2 separate regions of the Xenopus laevis genome follow, and region 2 is linked to region 1. The links are chromatin contacts, called in public Hi-C maps. All regions are on one chromosome and are shown on one strand. The core of a region is the stretch at or near the end of the contact, and the rest is flanking DNA. Distances in the headings are between cores, read along the strand shown. Region 1 holds the start of foxk2.S (forkhead box protein K2-like). Region 2 overlaps foxk2.S (forkhead box protein K2-like).

The links. Hi-C and Micro-C count contacts between places; a contact is called where the count stands out from the background.
Region 2: a contact with region 1 is called in a Hi-C map of the XTC cell line, with 4 times the contacts expected there. The contact joins the enhancer-like site here to the promoter of foxk2.S in region 1. A contact is called at or near these places in 3 of 4 Hi-C or Micro-C datasets (the XL177 cell line, the XTC cell line and animal cap).

Annotation. Positions count from the first base shown.
Region 1 is chr9_10S:43,413,150-43,418,801 of Xenopus_laevis_v10.1, reverse strand. foxk2.S (forkhead box protein K2-like) reads right to left here and starts at 2,270. Exons shown (of 9, transcript XM_018238565.2): 1 at 1,857-2,270. The coding sequence starts at 2,164.
Region 2 is chr9_10S:43,452,657-43,458,308 of Xenopus_laevis_v10.1, reverse strand. foxk2.S (forkhead box protein K2-like) reads right to left here. Exons shown (of 9, transcript XM_018238565.2): 4 at 4,647-4,793; 5 at 4,256-4,449; 6 at 2,371-2,546; 7 at 1,949-2,245; 8 at 355-564. Among protein-coding and RNA genes, the nearest start is that of wdr45b.S, 27 kb to the left of the region's middle. Within about 2 kb of position 2,113, at least 1 of the 7 cell types and tissues checked has an H3K27ac peak or open chromatin away from gene starts, as enhancers often do.

The DNA.
Region 1 (5,652 bases), core at 1,021-3,520:
GACGCTTGCACTCTGAACCAGTCTTCCATAAACGTGGGTGCAGGGTCAAAGTATTTATGTAGAGTTCAAGAGGACCCGCACTCCTTGGTTAGTGAACCAAAAATATCTTTATTTTTCAAAATTGTGCATCCTGCACAAGTTTGAAAAATAAAGATATTTTTGGTTCAATAACCAAGGAGTGCGGGTCCTCTTGAACTATATATATATATATATATATATATATATATATATATATATATATATATATATATCCACGCTGGCCGACGCTGCATTTTGCAGCTCTTGCACTATTATATGCTATGTACATACACAGAGATATCATGAGGAAGTGGGAGAAGTGCATTGTGAAAGAGGAGATTGTAAACACAGCATGGCCTATGATTCTGTAGCCTTGCCATGTGATGCACACAATAAAAGTATGAGTGAGTATACGTAGTGAAGAAAGTGCACCAAGAGTTTGTTTTGGTGGCTTTGGACTTACATACAAACCAGGCCTCTCTTTAACTGCATTTCTATAAAGGGCTTAGTGTCCTCTCCCACTTATCCAAATATACAGTTTCCCCTTAGCCAACATCTCGAACCCCATGACATTTGTCATCCGTGTAACAAATACTTTTATAATGACTGGCGCGATAAAATGAACAGTACAGTGCCAGTCTATTATTACCTGATTCTATAAGCCACTACCAGCATACACCTGATATCTTACTCTAGTGATCTCCAACCAGACACTCACAAGAAACATGTTATTTACCAAATCCTCTGATGTTTCTCCAAGTGGCCTCAAAGGGGGTGTTCATCTTTAGATGTCTGGCTTAGCAGCAAGCTTCCGGAGGCATAAACTCTGCCAGTCCACATCGGGACTACAAAATCACCAATTGCAGCCGTTATTGTGCGACCCCTAGGAACCTTTTGTCATGCTTGTGTTGCTCCCCAAATTTTAATAATTAAAAAAGGCTGACAGGTAAAAATGAATGAATAAATAAATAAAAAGGTTGGGACCCTTGTATTAGTCAATGCAGAGTCCAAAGCACTGCGGCACACTGACAAGATGAATGTGTTTCTATTCGTGGCATTTATTGGCTCCAATTCAAGTAGACAAAGGGCAACGTTTCGGGGGCCTCACAGGCCTTGTATTAGTCAATAACATCCAATTTAAAAACATAAAATGATCCCTTGCCCAATCACCGCCCGGCTGCCAGAGACCAACTGCAGGGCACATCACTAACTGCCACATAAATCATTAATAGTCAAACTCCTGGGGAAGTAAATGACGGAGTCCTTCCCACTGAACATCTACATTTGCCCAGATCAATACACTTGTGGGAATAACACGTTCAGAGACCAATAAAAGGAGGGTGCGAGACGTAGTGGCACTTCCAATCCTCCAGTTGTTTACCAACAAACTTCCCAGCATGCCTCAGCTGACACTTGCCAGAAGAGGGCAACAAGTCTTCATTTAACCCCCAACTGGGATTGCCAGACACAACAGAACAAGGCTACCCCCTGACAAGATACACTACCCCCCAGTAAAGACTACACGTCACAGCTGCAAATTCCCACGGCCCATGTGTCTACCAATAATAGAGGAATCTCAGGCAGACCTGGGCCTAAGGAAGATGCAATATATATATATATATATATACTGCTAGAAATTATTCAACTTCTAAAAGTTGTGGATGAGTCGTAATATGAGATTGTCATGACGACCAATATGAGCCAATGCGCCACACGAACTAACCCCCGGGGCAGTTATTTGTACCCCGCAATGACGCAACCAAGTTACCCCCGGACCCCTCCCCCTCCTGTCACAGCCCCTCCCCCTCTGCTTACAAACAGCCCCCCACGTGACTCACACTCGGGGTAGTTGCAGCGGTGGGGCCCCTCTCCTTTGGAACACCCCATCCACGAAGACTCCGTTCTTGCCCAGACATCGCAGGTAGAAGTCTCCGACGTCTGCGTCGTCCCCATCTCCGCTGCCGCCAGTGAAAATCTCCAGATGGCGTCGGGAGATGAAGCTAGAGTGGCCCATGCTGACATCTACACAGCCCTGCGACGAGTTGCGGCCTATGGTCACCGAGCGCTTCTTCATCAAATACTCGAACTCGCGGCCCTCCAGCCGGGCTACAACCGGCACCGCAACCCCGCTCACCGCGATCGCCATCTTGCGCGCGGGGGGAGAGGGAGGGGACCGGAGGTGACGGGAGCTCCGGCGGCGGCTCCGACCCCGTAAAGCCAGCAAGAGAAAAGGGAGAAAAAAAAAAAAGGGGGGGAGGCCAGGCGCAACCGAACTTGCAGAGCGAGCGGTATCCAATAGGAAGGACCGCCTCAGGGAAGATGTCAGGGAGAGAAGGCGAGGAGGGCGGAGCTTTCATGTTTGGTTGAGACGCGCTGAGAATTGACAAGGGCGGAGGGGGCGTGGTGGAAACTTGGTTGCGCTGTGACGGCAGAGGGCGGAGTTTGAGTAGGCTTAGGAGGGCCGAGGAAAGAGGGCCTGCAATGTGGGCGGGGCGGAGTTTAAGAGAGAAGCGAGGCGGAGTTTAAGAGCAGCATGGCGGCCGCGGGGTGTATCCTAATTCTGAAGGACAGAGACAGAGTAAACAATAATAACAAACGTGTTCCATCCAGCGGTAGTTCGTGGAGCGACCGTATCCGCATAGAACTATGAACCAGACTCCAGGGGCATGCCGGGAAAATCGGAGGGCGTGGTTTTTTTTTTTCCCCACGTGTTACCTCGAATTAACTCTGTTGTAATAAAGTTACTTCGATTTTATGTAATACATATAGAAATGATCCTCTGTAAGTAGGGTTGCCACGTTTTCTGCAAAAACAATACCGGCCTTCCTATTTATTTATCTTTTTTCCCTATTGATAACATTGGGATCAACCATCATTTTTACCGGACAGGCCGATAGGGTTGCCACCTGGCCGGTATTTTACAGGCCTGGCCAGTGTCGGATTGGGCCAGAGGGACACCGGGAAAAAACTTGGTGGGACCCTCCGGCCCAGAACTGCCTCTTAGTGTTGCAAACCCCTCTTTGTGGGGGGCCGCGGTGAAATAAAAGTTTTGCGTGTGCCTACTGACGGCGAGACGCGCGTGCAAACTGACGTCACACTGCACGCATATGTACAAAGCCGGCACCACTTGCGTATGGAGAGATGCGCCGCTCCGGAGCAGCAGGGGGGCCCTGGGGCAATAGCCCCGCTGGGCCCCAAACCCCCCATCTAATCCTGGGCCTGGCCGGTAAAAATTATGGTTGATCCCAATGTTATCAATAGGGAAAAAAGATAAATATATAGGAAGGCCGGTATTTTTTCCCCCGAAAACGTGGCAACTCTACAGGCCGGTAAAATACCAGCCAGTGGCAACCCTTCCTATAATGCATAGGTACGGGGAAGGGTAGGGTGGCATTTGCCCGAACCCCCAGATTCTAAGGGGTAATTGTAACAGCTGAGTACAAATGTCAATGCTGCGCCCATGGTGCTGTGCATTGAGGCTGCTCCAATTAGGGGAGCTGTAGTTCAACAACAATAGCTGGAAAGTCAGCTCCAGAGTTCGGTGGGCCCTCGTCTATGGTTGTTGGAAGATGTGGGAACAGCAGCTGCAGAATTGTGGGGTGTATTGGTTCCCTGGGCTGCTGTGTTCCATGTAAGCTTGGGAGTAATGCCTTGCTTTGGCTGTGGGGGAGGCTGGGAGTGTAGTAATAACACAGCTGTAGTCAGGCTGGACATCCCTGTGCTTCCTTATATTGTAGAACCCACTCAGACTGGGGCCCAGTCATGAAACAAATAAAATACAAAGACTGCAATGTTAGGCCATTGGAATTTGTCCCACATCATATGTCAGGCTAAAGGTCACTTCAACCCACTTAAAAAGCTCAGTTGGGAGAGCGTTAACGTGACAATTTACAATCTTTCCAAGAAAGATCATTGGTTTCAATACAAACGTGTAGAGCTGAATTGTCAGATATACAGGTAGAAACAATAGAATTCTACCTGTATCTGATGATTCAGCACTAACAATGGGCAATGTTCAGGTGCCCAATCAAAATTTTCCAGCCAGCTCTACTCACAAGCCGACCGATATCCAAGTCTTATGCCAATATCGGTCACCTCGACTCCCACCATACACACACCGAATATTGTGTGAACATACGATATTATCTGTGCGTCTATGGCCAACTTTAGACTTAAGATCTAAAGGTCCTGGTTTTAGGCAGAAACTTTTTCCCAGTAACCAGACTCTAAATTTAGGAGATGGAGCCTTCCTACAAACAAAATTTTCACATTTCATAAGGCTTACAAAAGGCTGCAGGCTGAGTTATACAGGGAATTCTGAGTATCACTCATGTATTATAAGGGCTAATGTACCCCCTGCTTTAAATTATAAGAATATCAGAAGAAATTGAGGGGTTCTGTGACCATATCAAGACACAAGGCTTCAGTCTGAGTTATATAGGACATTGAGTATTTTAAGGGATAATGTGCCCCTAATGTAAATGATACGGATATTAGAGGTTGCTGAGGGGTTCTGTGACCATATAAAGCAGGGGTGTCCAACTACGGCCCGCAGGGCAAATGCAGCCCGCGATCTATTTGGCCCGCTGCAGGTAATGACAAACTGCTCCTGGATGAGGAGGGGCTGCCCAAGAACACGGATCTCCGCATCACGCAGCTCAAATTCCTGCTGAGTCTCCCCGAGCACCGCCGGGATGTGCCGCTCCTCACTGAGCTCATGGAGGCGGTGACTGTGAATAGTGAGCAGCTCGGGGTCGGGGGAGCGAGGGACCGGGCCTGCGAGAGATCTGCACTGTCATTGGGCCTGATGCTGCTGGGGAGCTGAATGGTCGGCCCCCGCACATTTTCACCTCACCAAATCTGGCCCTCGTTGCAAAAAGTTTGGAGACCCCTGATATAAAGGCACAAGGCTGCAGGCGGAGTTATACAGAGAACTGAGTATCACTCATGTATTAAAAGGGATAATGTACCCCCTACTGTAAATTATAAGGATATTAGTAGTCACTGAGGGGTTCTGTGGCCATATAAAGGCACAAGGCTGCAGGCTGAGTTATACAGGGAACTCTTGAGTATCACTCATGTATTATAAGGGCTAATGTACCCCCTACTGTAAATTATAAGGATATTAGTAGTCACTGAGGGGTTCTGTGGCCATATAAAGGCACAAGGCTGCAGGCTGAGTTATACAGGGAACTCTGAGTATCACTCATGTATTATAAGGGATAATGTACCCCCTACTGTAAATTATAAGGAAATTAGAAGTCACCGAGGGGTTCTGTGACCATATAAAGGCACAAGGCTGCAGGCTGAGTTATACAGGGAACTCTGAGTATCACTCATGTATTATAAGGGATAATGTACCCCCTACTGTAAATTATAAGGAAATTAGAAGTCACCGAGGGGTTCTGTGACCATATAAAGGCACAAGGCTGCAGGCTGAGTTATACAGAGAACTGAGTATCACTCATGTATTATAACTGATACTTTACCCCTACTGTAAATTATAAGGATATTAGAAGTTAATGAAGGGTTCTGTGACAAGAACTAGTCAAATGCAGATAATTACTGCAAACATTTACGTTTGACCAGTTCTTGCCACATATTTCTGTTGGACTACAAAGCTTCATTGGGCGG
Region 2 (5,652 bases), core at 864-3,363, 40 kb before region 1:
AATGTTCTTGGAAGACGATACTCTAAGGAGAAATACGTGCAAAGTTAACCCTGCATATGAAAAAGGTGCAATTTCCATCTATTATGTCCCATATTTCATATGAGGTAAGTTATGCTTCACTAAACCTGCCTGTATAGTTACACCTAATAGCCACATATACACATATACCATTCTTCAGCTTCTAGCAGGCAGCAATTAGTTAAAGGCAAACTCTCCTCCACTACAGAACTCATAATGAGCCACTTTGGATTTCCCTAGTATTGAGGAAAGCATCACTGATTGAATTTGCTGTATCTGTGTGTTAATGGCAAGCTAGTATTAGGAGAGAGCTGCTGGTCAGAAATATGTTCTTACCTGTTGTGACCTGCCCTTGAATGGCAGTGGTGATGGGTACAACGTGTGTCCCGTTCTGTGTGACTGCTTTGATTGGGAGCTGGTGTTGACCTAAAGGAGTCTGTTGGACTATAGTAACCGTCTGGAGGGGTGCCGACGATGAGGTCTGTATGATGCGACTTGCTGTGGTAAGTGCGGGGTGACCAATAGCAGGGATAGTTTCTACTTTAACTGAAAATAAAGAACAGCAGAGTAAGGAAACAAAAGGCACACCTGCAAAAGCATCACCTGGAAACTGCCATCTCTGGCCACTTCCTTTCTAGCTCCATGGCTACCAGGAACAGACATATGTGAAACTGAGCTGGTCCAGACTTTAAAAGTGAATGCTCCAGAAATTTGAATAATTACGCCAAATGGCCAGAGATGGCAGCCACCAATTCCATTGCACTGGCATTTTATTAACAGGTACTGCATGTGCAAATGGGGCTGTATTGGCAGTTGTCTGTGTTGTCGTTCAGGAAGTCTGGGGGGGGGGGAACCGCTACGTCTCTACAGTAGGACTTAAGGTAAAAAATGGCTTATCTTTCAGATGATGCCAGATAAGTCCTCTTTTAACAGGATTTTCGGGAGGTCAGTGGCACATTTAAAGGTGAAACTCAGCTTGCGCTCCTCTTCAGAAAAGGCGACAGTGTGACGATCCATTGTGCAGTGCTCGATTTCTCTTCCCTGACTATTTCCTATAAGGAAAGCAGGGAGGAGAAATAGAGTGCCGCACAATGGATCACATTTTCTGAAGAGGAGCGCAAGCAGAGTTAAGGTAAGTTATTTCTTAATAAAGACTGATTTCAAAGTTTCATTTATCTTTGTGTTTTTTTTTTTTCGTTGTATACTAATGAATTTTTTTTTTAAAAAAAGAAATTTGATGTTACTGGTCCTTTAAGAGGTTTATTGCACTCCCCCTAATATTCCCCCTAAGAATTAGTTATTTGTGTCGGCCTTTCATTTTCTGTCTTTAAAGGGGAACTATTGCGAAAATGAAAATGTAATACAAGCTTCCTCATACTGAAGTAAGAAACTTTTCTAAATACAATCAATTAAATATTCTGCATTGTTTCTGAAATATTTTATATTGTTTATATTCAAATATTATGGGGGGGCTCACTTTCCAAGCAGATGTATTAGAGCTTGCTCAAATAACCGATTCCAGTACAAACAAAATAACTGCCCTTTGTACAAATTCTGCATGTAGAGAGACAGCATTTCTGGTGATTTTAATAGAGGGAGCTCTAATACATCTTCTAGGCAAAAGGAGCCCCCATATAAGGTATATTTGATAATTCATCTGACACCCAACTCCTGAATGAAGACAGAATGAGGAGAAACAGATGCTGAGAGAGGAATAGTGAAGATAAACTTGATTATTTCAGAAACGGTACAGAATTTTTAATTTACAAAGTTTCATATTTTAGTATGCTGACGCTTATATTAAATTTTCATTTTTGCCATATCCCCTTTAATTTTCTTGACATTATCGGTTGTCTATAGCAAGTGCATCTCAAGCTCATTAGGCAAAAGCTTTGGACGTGGGGCACTGTAGAATACTATGCCCACCTACCTTTGACCTCTTTGTGGTCTCCGTTCTCATGAGGCTCTAACTTTGGTTGGGCCATCAGAGCAGCCTGAGTGACCATTGTTTGCCCTCCGACAGTGTAGGTGTTGATAGGGGCCAGGCCCGTTACATTTGTGACGGAAACGGCTGGGATCTGATGCACGACGTGTACAGTCTGCATGACTGCCTGCTGCGATGTGGCAGTGGTCACTGGGGCAGCCACTGTGTAAGTGACGGGTTTCATGGATTGGGGGAGCTGCCTTTGCACAGTGATTAGGACTGGTTGACTGGAGAGAGGAGACCCTGAACAAAAGGAAATATTGCAATCAGAAGGCTGTGCCCTATGAAACTGAAATTAACATTTCTAAATAGTAACTCAACAGACTATGTAGCAGCACAGCCAATCAATGCATGCATTTGACTCTTACCTGGAGCGCTCTGTGCAAAGCGTGCTTCCTGGATCACTGCTAGCTTTGGCTGGATAGCGCTAGGCTCGGGCTCCAGAGGGATAGGGGATCCTTCCCTGGACAAACTTTCTGGTGTCTGTAGACCACTGGAGTGAGCGGACAAAACTCCAGCGTGATTTGGAGATGCTGGTGCACTCCTGTGGCCAAAGTGATAGATTGGAGAAAAATAAACATTTATACTGGCTCATATGCAACTCACTGACCAAATGCATGCTTCCTCAACAACACAAGAATACATTTATAGCTATTGTCCCTCCCGTACTACCAATAAAAGACAGCAGAGGGAGCTAAGGTCTCTCCTTACTTATTACTCACTATCCTGGCGGCCATCTCCCACACAGAGCTATGCTGCCTTGGGAAGGCCATTACATGCTGGATAACTAGACAACAGCTTCAGCACATAACATGTAACACAACCTTCTGCTACCAGATAGCAAGTGCTATTAAACCAAGTGACTAAATGTGCGTGGGAGGTTCAGCAAGACAGAACAGACTTAGCAGGAGAGCTGCCAGACTATAGGACAACACTGACTAATGCTTCATGCCATGTGGGTAAACCTAGAAAGCTTGATATACAGGCACCATCTCTCCCTACTATAACCCGTTATTCCACAGCCACATTCCCTTCCCAGAGACTATTATCCCCATTGCTACTATAGGCACCATCTCTCCTACTATACCCGTTATTCCACAGCCACGGTCCTTTCCCAGAGACTATTATCCCACTGCTACTATAGCTGCCATCTCTCCCAAGTATACCTGCTTTCCCACAGCCACAGTCCTTTCCCAGAGACTATTATCCCACTACTACTATAGGCATCATCTTTCTCTACTATAGCTGCTATCCCATAGTCCCATCCCAGAGACTATTATCCCCCCCCACTGCTACTATAGGCACCATCTCTCCCGAGTATACCTGCTAGCCCACAACCACAGTCCTTTCCCAGAGACTATTATCCCACTACTAGTATAGGCACCATCTCTCTCTACTATACCTATTATCCCACAGCCACAGTCCCTACTATACCTACTATCCCACAGCCACAGTCCCTTCCCAGACTATTGACCCACTGCTACTATAGGCACAATCTATCCCTACTTTACCCTTTATTGCACAGCCACAGTCCCTTCCCAGAGGCTAACCCCACTGCTACTATAGACACCATCTCTCCCTACTATACCTACTATCCCACAGCGACAGTCCAATCCCAGAGACTATTATCCCAACTGCTACTATGGGCACCATCTCTCCCTACTATACCCGCTATTTCTCAACTACAGTACTTTTCCAGAGACTATTATCTCACTGCTACTATAGGCACCATCTTTCCCTACTATACCTGCTATGCCAAAGCCACAGTCCCTTCCCAGAGACTATTATCCCACTGCTACTATAGGCACCATCTCTCCGTACTATACCTGTTATCCTACAGTAACAGTCCCTTCCCGGGGACCATTATCCCACTGCTAATATAGACACCATCTCTCTCTACGGTTACTTGCTATCCCATAGCCAAAGTCCTTTTCCAGAGGCTATTATCACCACGAACGATATAGACACATATAGTAGCATAAAGACAACTCAGAGTAAATCTGCAGAGCACTGTGGAGTCAACTGCCGAGTGCAGTACCTTTCAGGAAGTTCAGCTCCTAACTAGAAGCAATTGCATATGCAGTGCAGATGATTAGGAGTAACCTTATCTTCTCTAGACATGGCCATTGTATTTTGCTCTAATGAAAATGGATGACATGTGCAGAGAAGGGTTTAGCAGCAACCAAGCAGTAAGAATCTAGCATACAAATATGCAAAGCTACATAAAAATGATTAATCTGCTTGCTTGCTTACCTGGAGGAGAGCGGCCCAAGGGGAGTCCTGAAACAGGGCACGCCTCGAGGCCTTCGTTTCCTAAACGCCTGCTCTACTAGCTTGCTTTCTGAGGCTGGGTCTATCCTCCAGAATGAACCCTTGCCGGGCTCCTCTTGGGATCGGGGGACTTTGATAAAGTATCGGTTCAAAGAAAGGTTGTGTCGGATGGAATTCTATGGGACACAGAAAAATTCACATTGTGTTAATTACAGCCAAGTCCAACAAACTGATTTCAAGTCATAAAGCCTTCATAAAGGAGCAAAATAAGAAGATGAAATTCCAGACTTAGAACAAACAGATCCAGAGGTGAATAAAATCAGTTTCAATTATGCAAACATAAATGTTGAAGTAGACATAGCCTCAAACTTACCTGCCAGCCTTTATCTGCTGTTCTGTAGTATGGGTAGTTTTTCGTTATGTGAGTATAGATCCCATTTAAAGTGAGCTGTTTGTCAGGAGCCATGGTAATTGCTTGGACTATTAACTGTGCATAGGAGTAAGGAGGTTTTGAATCATCCTGTGGGAGACAAAGAACCGGCAATATGCATTGAATAAATACACTGACACTTTGGTTGCAAGTTACCCCATATTTACAATTGTGTTCGGAATAATAGCAGTTTGACATCACTAAGCTGATCTGTCACTGTTTTTGGTAGAAATTATATTTACTAGTAGGTGTAGTAAAGTAAGAGAAAACCAACAGACCCAACAGTCATGAAATGCATGCTGCTAATTCGGTGTAACTGAATCATTAATTGAGGATTGTTCCAAATAATAATAGCATGTTCCAAGTAATAGCAGTGTGGAGTTGAATTAATGAGATGATTCGTTGTGTGAAAAAACACTAACACTAAAAGACAATTACGGCCCTTACTTAAGGAAGTCAGCAAATGTTGTGCATACTGGTTATAGTGCATTTCTCTCTGAATAAAATGGGTCGTTCCAGAAAATTTTCAGAAGAACACCATAATTTGATTAAAAAGTTGGTTGGAGAGGGGAAAACATATAAAGAAGTGCAGAAAATGATCGGCTGTTCAGCTAAAATGATCTCAAATGCTTTAAAATGGCAACCAAAACCTGAAAAGACGTGGAAGAAAACCAAAAACTACAATTCGAATGGATAGAGAAATAGCCAAAATGGCAAAGACTCAGCCAATGATCAAAGTTACATGTGATACGGTTACAATTAAAAGACTCCTATGTGAAGCCATGCTATCGGCAAGAAGCCCCCGCAATGTCCCATTGTTGAAAAAAAGATGTGCTGAAGAGCTTACAATTTTCCAAAAAACACATTGAGTGGCCTAAAGAGAAATGGGGCAACATTTTGTGGAATGATGAAAGCAAGATGGACTCCATGCAACACAGATGTGCAGCAG